2 separate regions of the Mus musculus genome follow, and region 1 is linked to region 2. A link is a contact called in public promoter capture Hi-C data. All regions are on one chromosome and are shown on one strand. The core of a region is the stretch at or near the end of the contact, and the rest is flanking DNA. Distances in the headings are between cores, read along the strand shown.

Region 1 (4,052 bases), core at 245-2,744, 130 kb before region 2:
TCCCCCACCCCGCCCCCATGGCAGGATCCGCTGTGAAGGGTTTTCCTGCAAGTCTGTGTTGCACCTCTTGCAGCCTGAGACCTAGTGCACAGAGTACCGACTCCCTGCCCCTCCACCAGCCATGACTGAGAGTGAGGCAACGGCGGGCATTGCCCCAAAAGTGCCTGTTTCCCAGAAGGAGCCCATCCTGGGAAGCATAGTGGCCCCTGAACATGGCAGCCTGCCTCCTCTGGTTCCTAAGAGTGAGTATACATCTGTGCGCTGGAAGGTAGCTATGCGGTCTCTTACGTATACACATATACGTTTATTATCTTTTAGTACAAATATGAGTCTTAGTGTAGGCCGGGCACCAAGGTAGCTGGTAGGAATATTAGAATGAGAAGAAGGAGGTGCTTCTTAGAAAAAAGGAGGGGCTGAGCGGGAGAAGGAGGGGCTGAGCAGGAGAAGGAGGGGCTGAGTGGGAGGGGAAAGGATGAGAGACATAATGAGGGGCATATGGTCAAAAATACATTATGTTTGTATAAAATCGAAAGAAGAAATAATTTGTTGTTTGTTTACTTGCTTTTGTTTGTTTGGGGTGTTGAGGCAGGGTTTCTCTGTGTAGCTCTGGCTGACCTAGCACTCACTCTATAGACCAGGCTGGCTTTGAACTCAGAGATCCACCTGCCTCTGCCTCCCATTGCTAGGATTAAAAGCGTGTACCAACATGCCTGGCGAAGAAATAATTTCTTTTAAAAAAAAGGAGTGAGCTGGACAAGGTGTGAAAACCTTTAATCCTAGTTCTCAGGAGGCAGAGGCAGATAGGTGGATCTCCTTGAATTTGAAGTCAGCCTGGTCTACATAGCAAGTTCCAGGCCAGCCAGCACTGCCATAGTAAGTAAGACTCCTGTCCCCAAAACAAAAACAAACTAAACAAAACAAAAAAAGAGCTAAAAACACAGGTTCACAGGTTTTGTCTTCTTGGTGTCATGAGTCTGCTTACTTGTGTATACATGTCTGAGACTGAGTATGTGTGCATGTGTGTGTGTATACATATACACACATATATGTGTGTATTTATTTATTTTTATTTTTTATTTTTCGAGACAGGGTTTCTCTGTATAGCCCTGGCTGTCCTGGAACTCATTTTGTAGACCAGGCTGGCCTCGAACTCAGAAATCCACCTGCCTCTGCCTCCCGAGTGCTGGGATTAAAGGTGTGTGCCACCACGCCCGGCTTATGTATTTCTTTCAGTGTAGAATGTCTTGAGAAAAAAAAATCCAAATCATCATCAACAATAACAACAATAACAAATGGAGAGAAGAAAGCAGCTGAGGTGAAAGTTTCTAAAATCATATAGACTGGAAGGACGGTCCAAGAAGGATGAAGAATTCGCAAGTCAGGTGTGTGGCAGGGAATACTCAGAACAACCCACGATCTACCCAAGAATCAGAGGTTGTAGAGCCAAGAACTCAGAAATTCCAGCTGAGAATCAATCTCCACCCATGCCAGCCCAGCTCCGCCCCAGCCCCAGCCCCGCCCCAGCCTCAGCCCCAGCCCTGCCTCAGCCCCAGCCCAGCTCCGCCCCAGCCCCAGCCCCGCCCCAGCCCCAGCCCCGCCCCAGCCTCAGCCCCAGCCCCAGCCCCGCCTCAGCCCCAGCCCAGCTCCGCCCCAGCCCCAGCCCCAGCCCCGCTCCAGCCCCGCCCCAGCACAAGCCCAAGCAGAGACCTTACCGGATCTGCAGCCAGCCGGTTAGGGATGGTGGGTGTCTGCTGGTCAACGCACACCACCTTTTTCATGTCCTCAAAACTGGGGTCATTGGGTACCATGTCATAGAAAGGTGGCCTGTAATCCTCCACAATGCCTGGGGATTCAAGGGATGTGGGACAATCACTTGGGACTTAAGGAGTCCAAAGAGCACCCAGAGGATGACTGCCTGGAGCTAGCTGCTTGACTATATTGCTCCTGAGAGGGATCCTGTCCTATAACATAGCAACTGTACGTATAGCTCAGAACTATTGCTGTGTTTCACACTTCCCCAGTGCGTGATAAGCACATTCCAGGCTTTCCTGTCCATCCTCCTGGTATCTCTGTGTGGTACCACCCGAGTCACAAATGAAGCACGGGATTCATGTTGCCTAACCAGTCACGGCAGAGTCAGGACTTGAAACCCATCTTTTGGCTTTCCAGGCTGGATTTTATTTCCATCTTGTTCAGCTGTCTTCCATCCTGGGCCTGGGTACTACTCCCTGACTGATGCCAGATTATACTAACAGCTTGTGTTACAGAGCACTTCCTATGTGCCAGTCGGGGTCCTTAGTGCTAAATGGGAAAGCCTCACAGTGGCCTGTGGGGATTGTAACATTGTAGCCTCAAGTCATGAACAGTAGGCCCAAAAGCTCAGAAAGTTTGTCTTTAACGATCAACAAGTAGCAAATGACAGAGCTGGGACTTAAGGCAGAAATCCAACACCACATTGCATGATTCTGCTCTCTCGGCTGCATTTCTGGTAGGTAGGACTAGATAAGGCTCATAATCGGGACAACAAAGGACAGAAATACACCTCTCCTGGAAGCAAATGATTTACTCCCTGGTCCAAATAAGATGAGTTTACCATCAGGGAAGGCTCACGTCTCTGCAGATCCCACAACCAACTGCGTCCCCACCCCATGTCAAGTTATCCTGAGCCTTTTCTGAAAGGTGTGCTTGTGGTGTCAGAGGCAGCCCCACGTCTCTTCCTGCTTCCCAACCCCAGGCTGCGGCTGTGACTGTGTAGGCCACAACCTTAGTGAACCCTTCAGCAGCTGTTCTCCCCGTGGCGGGCTTCCAGGCTGCCCCTGTGCCGCCAGCGCCCTAATCAGCGATTTGCAGAGGCCCGAGCGTGTCTAATGAGCCTTTAATCAGTGCCGGGGCTGACACCAGATTACAGTGTTTATAATGCGCTAGGAGTCTGTGTGAGGCTGACAGAGCTTCCCCTCCACCCCAGGAGCCCAAGGCAAATCCTTCAGTCCTTCCTTTTCTGCCTATAACTAAGCCTACTTCTCTGGTGCCATCCAGGTACCCTACCCCTTCCCCAACTCCAGCCACTTAGAGCTGACTCCAGCAGTAAATATTTGCCCAGGGAGACTCTGGTGCCACCTGGGTCTCTGCTGTTACAGATGACCGACCACTGAGGAGGAATGAAGTTGTAAAAGGCTGGCCTAGTATATGCTCAGGAAATGAAAACATCTCTGTTCCCAAGGAGTGGGGCTCTAGTCATGCCCCAGGGATTGTCTGCAAACTTCCAGGACTCCTAGCAACCCTGGCTATAGACAGGCCCCAGGAAGAGTAACATTGCAGCAGCTAGCTGGCCAGTCAACCTGTGATCCTCCATCTATCCCAGGGTTGAGAGGCCATCAGCCACAGGCGAGCACAGGGCTGCACAGGCCAGCACAGGGCTACACAGGGCTGCATAGGCTAGCACAGACCTGCACAAGGCTGCACAGGGCTGCATAGGAGTTGCACAGGCCAGCACAGGGCTGCACAGACAGGTGCTTCTCCAGCCTTTCCAAGTTATGGTCTCCTGTGGCAATCCACTGTGATAACAAGGTTGCAATAAGTAGGCAGTACAGACACTAGATAGCTTACACATGAACAAAGAAGCCAGGGCCAACATTAAGCCGCCACAGTAACAGAGAGCACTGGCCCAGAGTCAGATGGCCTGACTTAAGACTGTCAGCTACGATCCTGCATCTCTGTCTTTTCTTTTAGAAAATGGAATAATATTATGTAGGTACTCTTTCATTATGATCACTAATACTTAGCTCTAGGCATTGTTGGCCTTTTTTTCTCTGCGTAGTCCTGGCTGATCTGAAACTCGCTGTTTATATAGACCAGGCTGGCCTTGAACTTGGAACAATTTTTGCAGTACTGAGATCACACCAGGTTGTAGATATTGTTCTAAATACTTTATTGGGACCAAGTCTACAACTATACTTATTTTTTTCTTCTAATTTCACAAATGAGGAAGCAGGCACACAGAGGCTGAGTACTCCCTGTCATAACAAAACCTGAAACTGAGTCCAGACAATCTG
Region 2 (4,175 bases), core at 91-2,590:
AGGACAATGCAGATGGTTATGGCTAAGTCTACGAAAGGGTCCATGACGATCAGGTTCACAATCTCCTTCAGTTTTATCCAGTAGGGGTGACACTCCCAGATGAGGAAAGTATTGGCAAACTTATACCAGCATGGTGGGCACTTTCTCTGAGACTCTTCCAGCTCTGGAGAGAGCAAAGAACAAAGAGAGCCCTCACTATGGAGCAATGGTTCTCAACCTGTGGGTCGTGACTCCCTGGGGGGAGATGTGAACGATCCTCCTACAGGGGTCACCTAAGACCAGCGGAAAACACAGGCATTTACATTACGATTCATAACAGTAGCAAAATTACCGTTACGAAGTAACAATAAAAATAATTTTATGGTTGGGGGGGTCACCACAACATGAGGAACTGTATTAAAGGGAAGGAAGGGTGAGAGCCACTGGCACAGAGAGAAAACAGGATACAGAGTATCTTCCTCTGGACAGGTGGTTGTCTTTATTAAATCTGTGAGTAAAGGGTGCTTGTCCGCTGACCCTTCTCAGGTTTCCTTCACGTTAAGATAAAAGGGAAAGTCCCTTCTCTCTAATACCAGACCAGATACTCGCTATTAATTGTAGGACCATGAAGAAGGTTAAGCCACTTTTTGGTGGGCAGCGGTAAGAATGAAACAAACTGGGTGCTGGGAGAGACAGCTCAGTCAGTAAAATGCTTACTGTGCAAGCACTGGGCCCCGAGTTAAGATCCCCACCACCCACATAAAAGCTGAGCACAGCGGTGCATGTCTGTGGGCAGATCCCTCGGAGCTTGCTGGTAGCCAGCCTAGCCTCCTTACCACAGATGTGTATCTGCACACACATGCACAGACCTACACTAATACATACACAAGCATACGCATACACACATGGAATTAAACAAGCTAAAATATCCACCAGGTGCCTCGGCCCTTAGCAGAAAGTGGGAGCTGTGGACAGTGTGTCTGGCAGAAATGCCCTCTCCATTAGCAGGAAAGGGATGGACCGACACCACGCACATGTCTGCTGCTTCCAGAGCACAGGGTAGTGTCCTACCTTCAGTGAGGCTGCAGCCAGAGCTGAGGTAGCTACCCAGGGTGCATCCTCTCCTTTCTCTCTCTTCCTACCTCCATCTCTCTCCCCTTTCCTACTCTCGTGCTTCCTTCTCTTCCTGTAGCATCTCTCTCCACCCCTCCATACTTCCTTTCTGTTTCTCTTCCTTTACTTCGTCTTAGTCCTATCTCTCTTAAGAGAAAGACCTAGCTTTTCAACCGCCTCACGTGGCCCCTACATACAGGTCAGCCGGGAACTGCTCTGGCTGACTGTGAGGGGAGGAGCTTACAGCCCGGTCCAAGACACGCCCTCCTTCCCAGGCTCCCTCCCTAGAGCCACGCAGGTCCGTCCCCAGAACTGTGGGACTCTCAGCACGGAACAGACACTGAATAAAGGGTCTCTCTGATTATGTAGGAAGCCAAAATAAAAAGAATGATTAGATAGCTAAGGCAGAGAGCTGCTTAGCTTGTGGCCACTCCAACCTCCGTGTGTTGATCGCTCGGACTGCAAGACCCTCCTCAAGTTACAGGAAATGAAACAGTTCCTCATCTAGTGAAGATGTTCTTCAAGAACCTGAACTTGCTCTCTTGTTCCTTCTCTTGGTCTCTTGGCTTCTTGCTCCCTCTCTGTCCCCTTGCTCCTTCCCCATTCCCCGCCCCCCCCCCCCCCATGCTCATGGCCAGCCTCTATTCTTCTACTTCTCTACTCTCTCTCTGCCTTTATTTGCCTTTATTACCCTCTTAACTCCCCTCCCTATGATAAACTCTCTCTCTCTCTCTCTCTATATATATATATATAGAGAGAGAGAGAGATATATATCACAGGTTCACAGGACTTCAACCCCAGTGACACCAATAAAATAAAAATGAAATCCTCCCCAAAGCTGGGCACGCCTATAAACCGAACATACAGGAGACTAATTATTAATTTGAGGCCAGCCTGGGCTAAATGACTGCACTAGTTTGGATTGCATAATAAGCCCTGATTTCTATAAAAGCAAACCCCACCATCAATCAAGTAAGCAAACAAATAAAAACAAAATACACAAAAATTTCCAATGCTTCCTCTAGAAGGGGGTGTCAACCGGCTTGCTTCCCCTTCTCCAGCCAGCTGGTGTGGCCCATGGCAATGACTTTATTTTAGGGAGGGGTGGTTTGGTTGGGTATCAGACTGGCTCCCTGGTTGCTAAGAAAATGGTTGCCTTGGTTTTCAGACTGAAGGGCCCCAGTGAGAGCCACGTGGGAGTCTGCGTGGGAAAAGAAGTCTGTGAAGAGAATTTGCCTCAGCCTCCTTCCCGCAGAACTCCCCCCTTTCCCAAGGTAAATTTAGTTTTCATCCCTGAAAAAGAAAAACGAAAAGGTTCTCTGATTTCCATAAATTCTTACAGTGCATATTTGGAAATTCGGTTCCGTTCCTTTTTTATCTCCTCCCTTCTCGCAATGTCTGCAGCTTAGTGGTTCTGCTGGGGAAGGTGAAGCCCTGACTGTTCACATCTGAGAGATGACATGACTGCCGCACCTTACGTACGCTGCACTTGTCTCCATGTCTTAGCAGACAGTAAAGGGGTTCTCTACCTTTGGGCCACCTAGAGGATCCCTACAGGCTGTTTCCGGTCCCTAGCTACATCGGTGAGCTGAGGAAAGCCCCAGTGGGTCAGTGCCATAGAGAGCACAGTGAGGGTGGGAGGTGAAGGTCCTTGTCTCAGTGGGTCCTTGTCTCAGTGGATACTTGGTTTCATGGATCCTTGGCTCAATGAAGGCTTGTTAGTTTCTTTGTATCAGTTTTTTTGGAGATGGGGATCTCATTATGTTATCTCATGGGTACATTGGATCTTCCCGCCTCAGATTCCCTAGTGACAGGAACAGCAGATATACATTGTATCTGATGTTTTTACGGGTTCTCTGCTGTTACCGGCCAGCCCCACAGGCCTCCGTGGCAAAGTGTTCCAGGAATGAGCTGAGATAAGGGGGTGAGTGTCTGGAGTTTGTGGTCTTTCTCCTGCCTTTCTTCTGGGCATTTTTGAAGGGTTGCCCTATGAGTCAGTCCCAGGAATACTGGAGACTGTTTCCAACGTGCACCCTCAGTCCACCACGACAGTGACTTTGAGGGACCAAAAGGTTTATGGCAAGAGTTTTCCTCAACTCAAAAACTTCCAGCAGTTTTTGGCTGCGCAGGAAAGAGTGCCCACTGCCTGGGCAGTTTTCAGCAGCAGGGACTAGATGGCTGCTCGAGGGGCAGCAATGGCCATGACCATTCCTCCCCAGGGAATCAGAACTGTCACACTGCAGCACTAAAAGCACTGCCTCCTCCAAGCTCTCTTCCTCAGTGTTCTTCACTGCTCTGAGGAACAGTGAGGCTGCACTCGCAGGCCTACATCCGACCCAGTGCTGACACATCCCAGAGCTCATGGCTCTGCTAGCTGGGGATTTGTCAGTTTACAGGACACTGCTGAGTGAGTTTTATACAGGATCAGGTAGGGAGGGGCAGAGAGGCTTTTCTTCTTAAGAACCAATTCTAGAATTCTCCACTACGGTACCTAAACCTTTAGGTAGGCAAGAGCCTGTTTCTTGGCTTCAAAAGCAATTATTTAAATCTTTGGATTAAAATGACATCAGACCTTTCCAATTGCAAGTCTTGGAAGCAGGATAATTATTCATTTAATGCTCTTAATGTAGCAAGCAGTAACTAGAGCCAGGGGCTGTGGTTAAAACCAGTGGCTCTTTGTTAATGTCTTTAATCTGCTCACATTACTCAGTTGCAGCCATTCACTGCTCTTTGCTTATAGCAGTCCCAGCTCCTCAGCTTCAATTAAAGGAGACAAGACAAAGTACAGGACTGGAGGGTGTGGTGATAGGACAGGCACAGGCTATGGGAACAGTCGAACCTACCAACAGAGAAGTGCTGGAATAGCTTTCTTCCTTAGGAAACATAATTACAGCTACAGCCATCTCCATCCCCTGAGTGATGCTTCTGTCCTGTGTGAATGTGTGTGTGTGTGTGTGTGCATGCGTGTGCAAGCATGTGTGTGCATGCGTGTGCAAGCATGTGCATGCATGCACACACATATATGGGTACATATATATGTGTGAGTGTATGAGTATATGTGTATGTGTGTATGCATATGTGTG

Evidence for each region. Capture Hi-C pulls out chosen DNA fragments and counts their contacts.
Region 1: a promoter capture Hi-C map of pancreatic islet shows a contact between it and region 2. The contact joins two enhancer-like sites. A contact is called at or near these places in 1 of 39 promoter capture datasets (the C10 cell line), 2 of 484 Hi-C or Micro-C datasets (the HPC-7 cell line and the N1E-115 cell line) and 3 of 9 other capture datasets (adipose tissue, liver and pancreatic islet).

The regions. Positions count from the first base shown.
Region 1 is chr15:101,138,858-101,142,909 of GRCm38.p6, reverse strand. It overlaps Acvrl1 (activin A receptor, type II-like 1), which reads right to left. Exons shown (of 11, transcript NM_001277257.1): 10 at 1,713-1,843. Among named protein-coding and RNA genes, the nearest start is that of Acvrl1, 12 kb to the right of the region's middle. Within about 2 kb of position 1,494, at least 125 of the 459 cell types and tissues checked have an H3K27ac peak or open chromatin away from gene starts, as enhancers often do. A contact at or near this core is called in the N1E-115 cell line and pancreatic islet, where this site is marked.
Region 2 is chr15:101,004,041-101,008,215 of GRCm38.p6, reverse strand. It overlaps Scn8a (sodium channel, voltage-gated, type VIII, alpha), which reads right to left. Exons shown (of 26, transcript NM_011323.3): 13 at 1-163. Among named protein-coding and RNA genes, the nearest start is that of Fignl2, 48 kb to the left of the region's middle. Within about 2 kb of position 1,340, at least 119 of the 459 cell types and tissues checked have an H3K27ac peak or open chromatin away from gene starts, as enhancers often do. A contact at or near this core is called in the N1E-115 cell line and pancreatic islet, where this site is marked.